Linked DNA regions of Sus scrofa: region 2 is linked to region 1. A link is a contact called in public Hi-C data. All regions are on one chromosome and are shown on one strand. Each heading gives the region's core, a stretch centred on a gene start, on an enhancer-like site or on the middle of the called end of the contact. The rest is flanking DNA. Distances are from core to core; before and after follow the strand shown. Region 1 holds the start of CACNG6 (voltage-dependent calcium channel gamma-6 subunit). Region 2 holds the start of MYADM (myeloid-associated differentiation marker).

Region 1 (4,706 bases), core at 1,552-4,051:
TATGAGGATTGATGAGTTAAGGTCTCTGAAGTACTTAGAGCCAGGCACGACCTAAGCATCTACTATTTTTTATTACCAGAGCATCCCATTCTCTACAGTTTGGGAACTTCCTGCTTGAGGCTCTGAGGTTGCAGCCTCAACCCGTCTGCCTGCTAAGTGGGTGGGTACCTCCGATAACACAGGTGCTCGGCATCCCACTCTGCTATCAAGGGCTTGGCACTTCCTAATTTGGACCCTACGGATACAAGATCGTAAGACACCCTTTGGAGAGTAAAGAGTGTCGTGGATGCCATCCGGGTGATCAAGCGACATCCTAAATGGCCTCCGAGGGGTGTCAGATAGTTTCCCTGGGTCAGTAGAGGTGGCATGAGATCCCATTCCCGTTCCCAAGGGGTATAGGATGTCCCACTGGTATAAGTTTAGGGCTTGGCATGTCCCGTCAGGGAGAGTGAGAGGTATGGGAGCGATCTCTGGCATGGGGAGAGGGCGACGGAGCCACTCTGCAGGAGAGTGAGGGCTACAGGGGCATCTGTGAGAGAAAATGAGAAGGGCTGGAGTGTCCAACCTGGGAATTTGAGGTGAGACAGACAGGAAATGAAAATGATTTCACGGGAAGCACGAGGTCGGCCCCGGGAGGCTGAGAGGTGCTTGGTGAGTATCCATTGGGTGAAATCAGCAGCAGGAAGGAACGACACAGATTCTACTTTGGGGGTGGGTCCCCAGGATGGGAGTGGACGCTGTGTCCAGTGTGGGGAGGGCACGTTGGCACTAGGAACCCAGACTCTTTCTCTAAGGGCCCAGGCTGTCTGTGGGCACATGCACAGGATGTCTCAGGGGCTTCAGTCGATTCTGGGGATGCAGGGTGTCTGAGGGCACCAGCTGTGTCCAGAGGCAAACGGTGTCTCTGGGGACACCAGCTCTGGGGGTACAGTCTGGTCTGGGGACACAAAAATGTCTGGCATCACAGGCTGGGCTGGGAGTGTAGGAGCTTTGGGGGTCCCAGGATAGCCTGGGGGCATAGGCTGGTCTGGAAGCAAACTGGTTTGGGGGAACCCACTACTCTGGGGGGCAGAAGCTGGTCTAGAGATATAGACTGGTCTGAGGGTGCAGGCTAGTTGGGGGGTACAGACTGCAGTTTGTGCCTGGAGCACAGGGGGGATGCGGGCACTGGCTCTTTCTGGGGATGCAAGCTCTCTGTCTTTGGGGCTCAGGCTCCCTCTGAGACTCGGTGTTCTCAGATCCCGCCTCTCTGCTGTGTGGGGGGTACGAGCCCGTGGCAGGGCCTCTCACCTCCAGGCAGCTCCGCGGGACCGCAGGTGTCTCTGCCCGCCGGCATGTCCGCCTGCCACAGTCGCTTGGTGCACATCTTCCAGAGCCCCAGGTGAGCTGCATCGCAGACGGCACTGCCGTTGTCCCTGTAGGTGTTGAGTTCCACCCAGAACTCGGTGCCCACGGCCAGCACGGCCAGCGTGGCGCCCACGGAGGTCAGCAGCAGCGCCAGCTTGATCTTGCCCTCCTGCTCCGGGGTCATCCTGCCGGACTTGTGAGCCCGCCGCCGGCTCGCGGCCCCTCGCCGCCGGTCCTCCTCTTGCAGGAAGAAGTTGGACCACATCATCATCTTTGCCGCCGGCAACGAGGCTCAGGTGCGAAGGAGGCCCGAGCCCGAGGCAGGCTCTCGAGGGGTGGGGGCGGGGAGGGAAGCGCCTGGCGTCTAGAAGCGTGTGAGGGGGCCGGCTTCCGCTGATCTACGAATAGGAAAGATCTGAAACCTCCCTGGAACCTCGAAAGGAGACGTCGAGGTGGTCCCCTGTGGGGCTTCGCAGAGAAAAAAAAAAAAAAACTAGATCCTCTGCTGAGAACCCTCTAAGGTCCAGAGGAGGGCCCGGGGTACCCACTGCAGCGCAGCAAAGATGGGACCAGAGAAAAAGCAAGGTTCCCCCAGCGGCAGCGCTCGAAACGGGGTACCCGGGAGGGGAGCCTGAGGGCTCCAGGGGAAGGAGAACCGAGTGTCAGCTGAAGCTCTGCGGGGCGCTCTGGGGTCCCCACCCGGAGGAATCACCAAAGGGAAACTCTTGTTCCCGGATGGAAAGGACCTGAGCTCCCCACTAGGGCTCAGCGTTTGGGGTACTCGGGAAGGAGAGCTGAGGTCCCTTATGTGTTTGAGAGGAGATGCTTCCTGGCTTCTTTGGGCTCAGAGTGTGGGGAAGGAGGAGCTGGGTCCCCTCTGCGGTTCAGAAGAGGAAAGACTGGGGTGCCGGGTGGGGTGGGGTTCAGAAGAGGAGGGCAGAATTACTACCGGGTCCCAGAGGGGCAGTAGGACCTGCAACTTTCACAGCGGAGGATCTGCTGTAATTCAGGAAAAGGGGCTGGGGGTCCCCTTGGCCATTCAGAGATCAGAGAAGGTCTACACTGGGGCTCAGATGAAGGGGCTGTGGTCCGCACTGCGGCTCAGGAAATGGGGACAAAGCCCCCCGCGGCTCAGAGGGCAAGTGGAACCCGGGAGGGACTCTGTGTCCTTTGAATCACTCGGCTCCCCCTCCCCCGGGCTCCCAGGGCCTGCCGGACCCGGACGGCTCCAGGCTCAGCTCCAGGCCAGGCGCCTCCCTCAGACCTCCCACCCCCGTCTCCTGGACAGGGACCCCTCTCGCTCTCCTGCCTCGGCGCCGCGCCGACCCCAGCTCCGCGATGCCTCCGAACCGCCGCTTCTGCGCGCAGCTGCCCGCTCGGCCCGCCGGCCCGGCGGCTCCGCTCACTCCCAGCCTCGCCCCCATCCGCCCACCCCCCTTCACCCTCGCCGGCTATTTCGGGCGCGACCCGTAAATAACACCCGCACCTGTTGCCGGCGCCTGTTGCCATAGGGATCCCGGGTATTTTAAGGGGACGAGGGGCGGGGAGGAGGCAGGCTGCCTGGGGAGGAGGAACCGGGGGCCGGGTCCTGACCGCCGGGGCCCGAAAGGACTTTTACTTCCTTAAGGGAGCAAGGGCGGGAGCTGAGGGTCCGATCGCCTAGGCGGCGGGAGAGGGGGCAGGGCAGGGAACCGGGAGCTCGGAGCCGGAGCAGGCCCAGCCGCGACCCTGCACGCCGGGGTCTGGGGAGGAGGGGCCGGAAGTCTGGAGGAGGTCCAGGCCCCTAGCCCCGCCTCCTGAAGGCCAGGGGAGCCTCCTGGGACCGAGGGAGGCGGGGCTAGCGGCCTGGACCCCGGCCTGTGGGCAAGGGGCGAGGGGCCGGGACGCCCGGGTCTGTGGGGGAGGGGCCGGCACTCCTGGGTATGAGGCCGGAGGAGCCCTGGGGACTCTGTTTCCGGGGACTGGACACCTGGCATCTGGAGGAGGGGTCTGGGGACCCAGACTCCTGAATCTGTGAGCAGAGACGCCTGGGGCCCAAATCCCTTGCATCTTGAAGGCTGGACGGGCAGGGTCCCGGCAGGGGTCCTCAGCTCTCCTGGAGGTTAGAAAGGGCAGGCCTTGGAGAGAAGCTGGTGTCAGGAGCGGGGAACCAGAGCCGCAGTCCTCTTCATCGAGTTTATTAGACGGGGCACCCCCCGGGGGACCTTCCATGCAGTTTCAGCTCCCCCAGGGCCAAGGACAGTGATAGCCGTGTGGAATGGCAGCAGGGCCTGATCGTCGCCCCTTCAGCCCCTCTGCGACGGCTCAGGTGGAACCCACCTTTCACCAACTCCTTCGCCGCCTGTGGTTGGCTGCTCCAGCTGGCTGGGTGCACCTTGGCCCTCTCTGGATGCCCGCGGCGCCCCGGGCCACTTCCGCTGGAGCACGCACTGCCCTGGGATGTGACTGCGATTGTGTGAGCTTGTGTCCGGCTCACGCGTCAGCCTGGGGCAGGGCTCGGGTGCAAGAGGAACCCCTCTCATTGTCCTCGGCACCGCCCAGCCCTAACCGCCTCCACAAGGGGCCTTAGGAAATGGGCATCGGTGATTGGAATGAATGAATGAAGGGCGATAGTGGCACGGAGACATTCCCCTCCCAGGCCAGGGACGGTGCTGGCTGCACTTCCTCAATGCCTGAGAGAGGAGCACGACACCTGTCTTCGAATCTGAGGCCCCCCCACCCCGCCCTGAGCTTGCTGGGCCCGGCACCTGGACGGCCTAGGGGACTGTTTCTTAAATGAATGAGTGAGACCTGTCCTTTCCTTCCCCTCTGGGGGTGTTCCCAGGCCTTGGCAGGACTCAGAGGGGAATCTGAGAAAGTGCCGGGTGCTGGCAGCAACGTGAGATGGTGAGTTGGGCTGTGCAGCCCTGGGTGAGGGCCCCAGGCGCCTCCATTCTCAGAAATCAGACACCTTCTGGCAGCACCTCTGCCCTGCCTCCTGGATCCGCCTTCCCCTCCTGGCCCTTGGGTCTCCCCATCTTTCTCAATCTTGCCTGTGGTAGCGGCTCTCTCCTTTTAGGGTGTATTTTTCTTTCTTCTGTCTCCCTCCCTCCTTGCTGGTCTTCCGTTCTCTCCTTTCACAGAAAGGGTATCTGTGTCTTTGGTGGCAAAGCGATTATCACGGTCATACCACAAGGATGGCCTGCTGTCTCTTTCCCTCCACCACCCTTTCTGCAGTCTCGTCCTTCCACTCACTTCCAGGACTCCAGGCCTCACCCCTGCATGGCGGTGACCTCTTATCAGGGTCATGTTACCTAACCAATGGCCACGTGGCTCCATGGAGCCTGCTCAGCTGCATTGGGCACCGCTGGCCATTTCCT
Region 2 (4,706 bases), core at 1,115-3,614, 130 kb after region 1:
GAAGCGCCCCACAGAAAATACAGTTAAACTGATGATGGAAAGAAGGAAAAAAAAATCAGATCTGAATGAAGAGATTCAAAGGCCAAGGGACAGAAAGACAGACCAAGAAGATCCCAAAATACCTGAATAGAAACTGCTGACGGAAGAACGCCAAACAGTGGAACAAAACAAGTCAGAAAAATCAACATCTAATAAACGCATCTGAAAGAAAGGCTTTGGGCCTTTGAATTGAAGGAGAGTCGTCGGTGAGACACGTGCTAGGAAAACTACCAGTTGTTTGTGTTTGTTTAGGAAAATAATTATTTACAGATCTGAGCAACAGATCAAGTTAATGTAGAAGGGCAAGCCAGTCAGATTAGTATCACATTTTTTGATGGCAGTACCGTGTTCCAGGAGATGGTGGTTTAACAAGTGGATGATACTTAACATAAGCGTTTTTTGTTTATTATTTTTTTGATTTTTAGGGCCACACCCGTGGCATATGGAGGTTCTCAGGCTAGGGGGCCAATCGGAGCTGTAGGTGCCAGCCTAGCCACAGCCACAGCAACACAGGATCCAAGGCACATCTTCGACCTACACCACAGGTCACAGCTAGTGGGGTTTTTTTTGTTTTTTTGGTCTTTTTGCCTTTTGAGGGCTGCTCCCGCGGCATATGGAGGTTCCCAGGCTAGGGGTCTAATTGGAGCTATAGCCACCGGCCTGTGCCAGAGCCACAGCAACGCCGGATCTGAGGTGAGTCTGCCACCTACACCACAGCTCACGGCAACGCTGGATCCTTAACCTGCTGAGCAAGGCCAGGGATTGAACCCACAACCTCATGGTTCCTAGTTGGATTCATTAACCACTGAGCCAGACGGGAACTCCTTTTTTTTTAAATAATAAAAAAAAAATCTTGACGAAGTGGGGCTTATTCTAGGAATGCAAAGATGGCCCACATTTGGAGATTATTAAATGAACTTTATCATCCTAACAGAGCTAAGAATAATCACACGATTGTCCCCGGATATACTAAAGGGACACGATGAAATTTAATGTATATGGAGGTTAACACATAATGTAATAGGAATATTTTTAAAATATTGATAGAAGAGTCCCTGCTGTGGTGCAACAGGATCAGCGGCTTCCCTGGAGCCTAGGGACACGGGTTCGATTCCCAGCCCAGCACAGTGGGTTAAGGCTCTGACGTTGCCGCCACCAAGGCAGCCTTGGTCGGAACGGCAGCTCTGATCTGGCCCCTGGCTCAGGAACTTCCATATACCCCGGCGTGGCCAAAAAGGGAAAAAAAAAAAAAAAAAAAAAAAGTTTTTTTAAAGAAATAAAATATTGATAGCCTAAAATTCAAGATCTCAATGAGCAAATGTTAGAAGCTGTGATAAAAATAACCCGAGAATCGGAATTTACATCAGGGCCAAGCCAAGAACCCCCACGATCTTCGCTGCAACCGCACACAGATAACACATCCTCCACAGAGGAGCGGCTGGCCTTGACCATCGCGCCCCCCCTCCCCCCACCGCGAGACACTCTGATCTCCGACTCACCTGCCACGGAAAGTGTTCCGAGGAAGAGACTCCGCTTTCCGTGACTCAGCACTTTCGTTTGCTCAGCGATCTTTGCGTAGCTCCTGCTTTTGGGCACTCGTTCAGGTGCGCGTGCTGTCCCGCTGGGCTGGGACAGAAGAGATCCTGGGGTCAGGGTGACACAGTCTCCCCCACGTTTCTCTTCGTTTCCCTAAAGGGTTCTCGCAGGATCCATAGCTGCGACTTTCTTCCTCCCGACAAATGGGCTTGTTTGAGGAAAACCGAGCCGGGAGCGTAAACCGGTGCCTTTCTCTGCTCCCCCTCCCCCCCGCCCGACTCACTCCAGGGTTGTTAGTCGCCGGGTACTTTTTAATGCGGCCATGAACTAGGAGACAGAGGGAGGGATATTTTCTCAGCTGTTTTCTTTCTCCCCCTTCCTTCCAAACTAAAGCAGTGAATTGCTTGCCCTGCCGTTAGATGCATATACGATCCGGTACCCCCGAAAGCATCTGTTCTCTTAGAGTGGAATCCTTTACCAGAATCCACCTACCCGCGTGGCTTGCTGAGTAGGGCTTGGATCCTTGTTCCGGATCTGAAACACGTGACCACCTTCATCGCCAAAACTGCCACGCAACTTTGGGAACTGTCTTTCCCCTCTGCTCAGAATCACTGGCTTTTAAAAATTAAGAGGTTTTTCGTTCCCCTCCTTCGAGAACAATAGCATCGTTTAACTTGGAGTTTCTTAGAGTGTTACTAAGATATCCCAATTTGGCGACTGTTAAATGGAAGCTAATACCTCTGCTCCTTGAGATTATTCCTAGTTGCTCTCACGTGCTCAGCTGTGCTCAGGCGTGAATCATGTAAAAGGTTGCCCTGGCGACGCTTTGATGAGTTTCACTTCCCGCTGCTGCAAGGCTGGCTTTGTTTTTTTTGCTGCTGTGTTGGCGCGCCCTCTGCTGGGGATACACACGCTCTGCAGTCTCGGGCCCGTCCAGGCTGGACTCTGAGGCAAAGGTCAGAGGTCCCTTTACAAAATTTAACAAGGGGCCCTCTCACCGTACCCTGGGAATATAGTTCCAAGTTTGCTTATGACCATCCATGGAAGCTTCAAGTTTATTAAAAAAAAATGTCCCTTGCCCTGATTGCGCGGCAATTAAGATATAATTATTTCTGATTTGCAGGCCCTGTGAATTATGTAATTGAAGCCTCAGTCTGCTCATAAGTAAAAGCTGACTCCTCAGTTACCTGCTCATTAAACTTTGAGTGGATTCACACGTGGGCGAGAGAGGTTTATTGCAACAGCCAGCTCTGCTCCCAATAGTTTTAAATACAAACTTTGACGTGTTCCTACAAGTACCTGGATGGAAGAGATATCTAAATGCAGCTTTTTTGTGCAGTTTGGCATCTCCCAAACTAGGAAGCATCTTGTCATTGAAGGCATATTACTCTAGGGGTTCAAGCCGGAGTGGCCATAAATACATGGAAGTCACTTAAATGTCCATCAACAGATAAATGGATAAGGAAGACAAGATACATACATAGATGGAATATTACCAGCCAGAAAAAGAATAAAATTTCCCCACTGGCAGCACCATGGATGGACCTAGATCATATCATAGAAAGTGAAGAAAATCAGATTTAAAAGGCTAAATACTATATAATATCACTTACTGTGGAATCTAAAAATGGTACAAATGAATCTATAGAGAAACAGAAACAGACTTATAGCGAACGTATTTATGGTGACAAAAAAGGAAGTTGGCGGGACAAATTATGGGAATGGGAATGGGAATGGGATTAACAGACACACATGGCCATATGTAAAATAAACAAGGATTTACTGCGGAGTAAGGGAACTAAACCTTATCTTGTAATAAATTAAAATGGAAAGGAATAAAAAAAGTCTATATGTATAGCCGAATTCCTTTGCTGAACACCTGACACTAACACAATCTTGTAAATCAAACAGGCTTCAACTGAAAAAAAAAGATTCTTTGGCCACTGCCAATGATGGTCACATCCGCCTGCTGCAAGGCGAAGGCTGTTTCTCCTGCTGTGTTGGCGCGCCATCTGCTGGTGATACCGCTGCAATGCAGGCACCGGCACTGCAGTCTGGTCAGTGAGACAGAAGTCAGAAGTCCCTCTGAAAAATCCACCAAGAGGCCCCCTTCAAGGTCCCCTAGAAAAATCATTCAAAATTTGACTCTCGCCATCCATGGAAGGTCTGACTGAAAAATTCTCTTGCCCTAATTGACTGCTGGGCGATGAGAAAAACGTTTTAATGGTTTGTAGGTACAGTGAATTATGTAATTGAAGCCTCAATCTGCTCATATGTGAAAGCTGACTCCTCAATTACCTCGTGTGCTCATGAACCTCTTGAGTAGATTCACATGTGGGCTTAAAAAACTCTCAGGACAGCGAGCTCTGGTTTCAGTAGCTTTAAATACAAAAAAGAACGTAGAAGTGTTCCTGAAACCAACTAGGTGGTAGGGTTTTCTAAATGCACATTTTGGACACTTCAGCATCTCCCAAACTAGGATGAGTCTTGTCATTGAAGGCACATTATTCTAGGGGTTCAGCAGGAGTGGCCATACAGATATGGATGCTACTTTAATATCCATCAACGGAAAAATGGATACGGAAAATATGGTGTATATATGTAGATGGAATTTTCACCTGGCAGCAACATGGATGTACCTAGAGGATATCATGGAAAGTGAAGAGAATCAGACAGAAAAGCATATTGTATGATATCACTAACTGTGGGTGAATCTAAAAATGGTACAAATGAATCTATATAGAATATAGAGACAGAAACAGACTCATAGACATTGCAAACATACTTATGGTCCCGAAAAGGAATCAGGGAGGCAGAGACTTTGGATATGGGATTCACAGATACACAGGACCATATAGAATATAGATAAGCAGCAAAGATTAACTGCGGAGTGAGGGAACTATATTCAATATCATATAAAAATTGAAATGGTAAGGAATCAAAAAAATATATATGTATAGCTGAATCGCTTTGCAGAACATCTGTCACTAACGCAATCTTGTAAATCAACTAGACTTCAAGTTAAAAAGATTCAGGGGCGTCTCTTGATGAATAGCCCATCCTCCTGCTGCAAGGCTGGCTCTGTGTCTCCTGCTGAGCTGGCCCGCCCTCTGGTGGTAATACAGGTGCAC

The links. A called contact is a pair of places that touch in the nucleus more often than the background predicts.
Region 2: a contact with region 1 is called in a Hi-C map of embryonic fibroblasts, with 1.7 times the contacts expected there. The contact joins the promoter of MYADM here to the promoter of CACNG6 in region 1. A contact is called at or near these places in 4 of 47 Hi-C or Micro-C datasets (embryonic fibroblasts, fibroblasts, psoas muscle and 1 more) and 1 of 2 datasets of contacts at active chromatin or transcription factors (skeletal muscle).

What each region holds. Positions count from the first base shown.
Region 1 is chr6:56,148,043-56,152,748 of Sscrofa11.1, forward strand. CACNG6 (voltage-dependent calcium channel gamma-6 subunit) reads right to left here and starts at 2,802. Exons shown (of 4, transcript XM_021094902.1): 1 at 1,291-2,802. The coding sequence starts at 1,618.
Region 2 is chr6:56,276,213-56,280,918 of Sscrofa11.1, forward strand. MYADM (myeloid-associated differentiation marker) reads right to left here and starts at 2,365. Exons shown (of 6, transcript XM_021094908.1): 1 at 2,068-2,365; 2 at 1,539-1,665.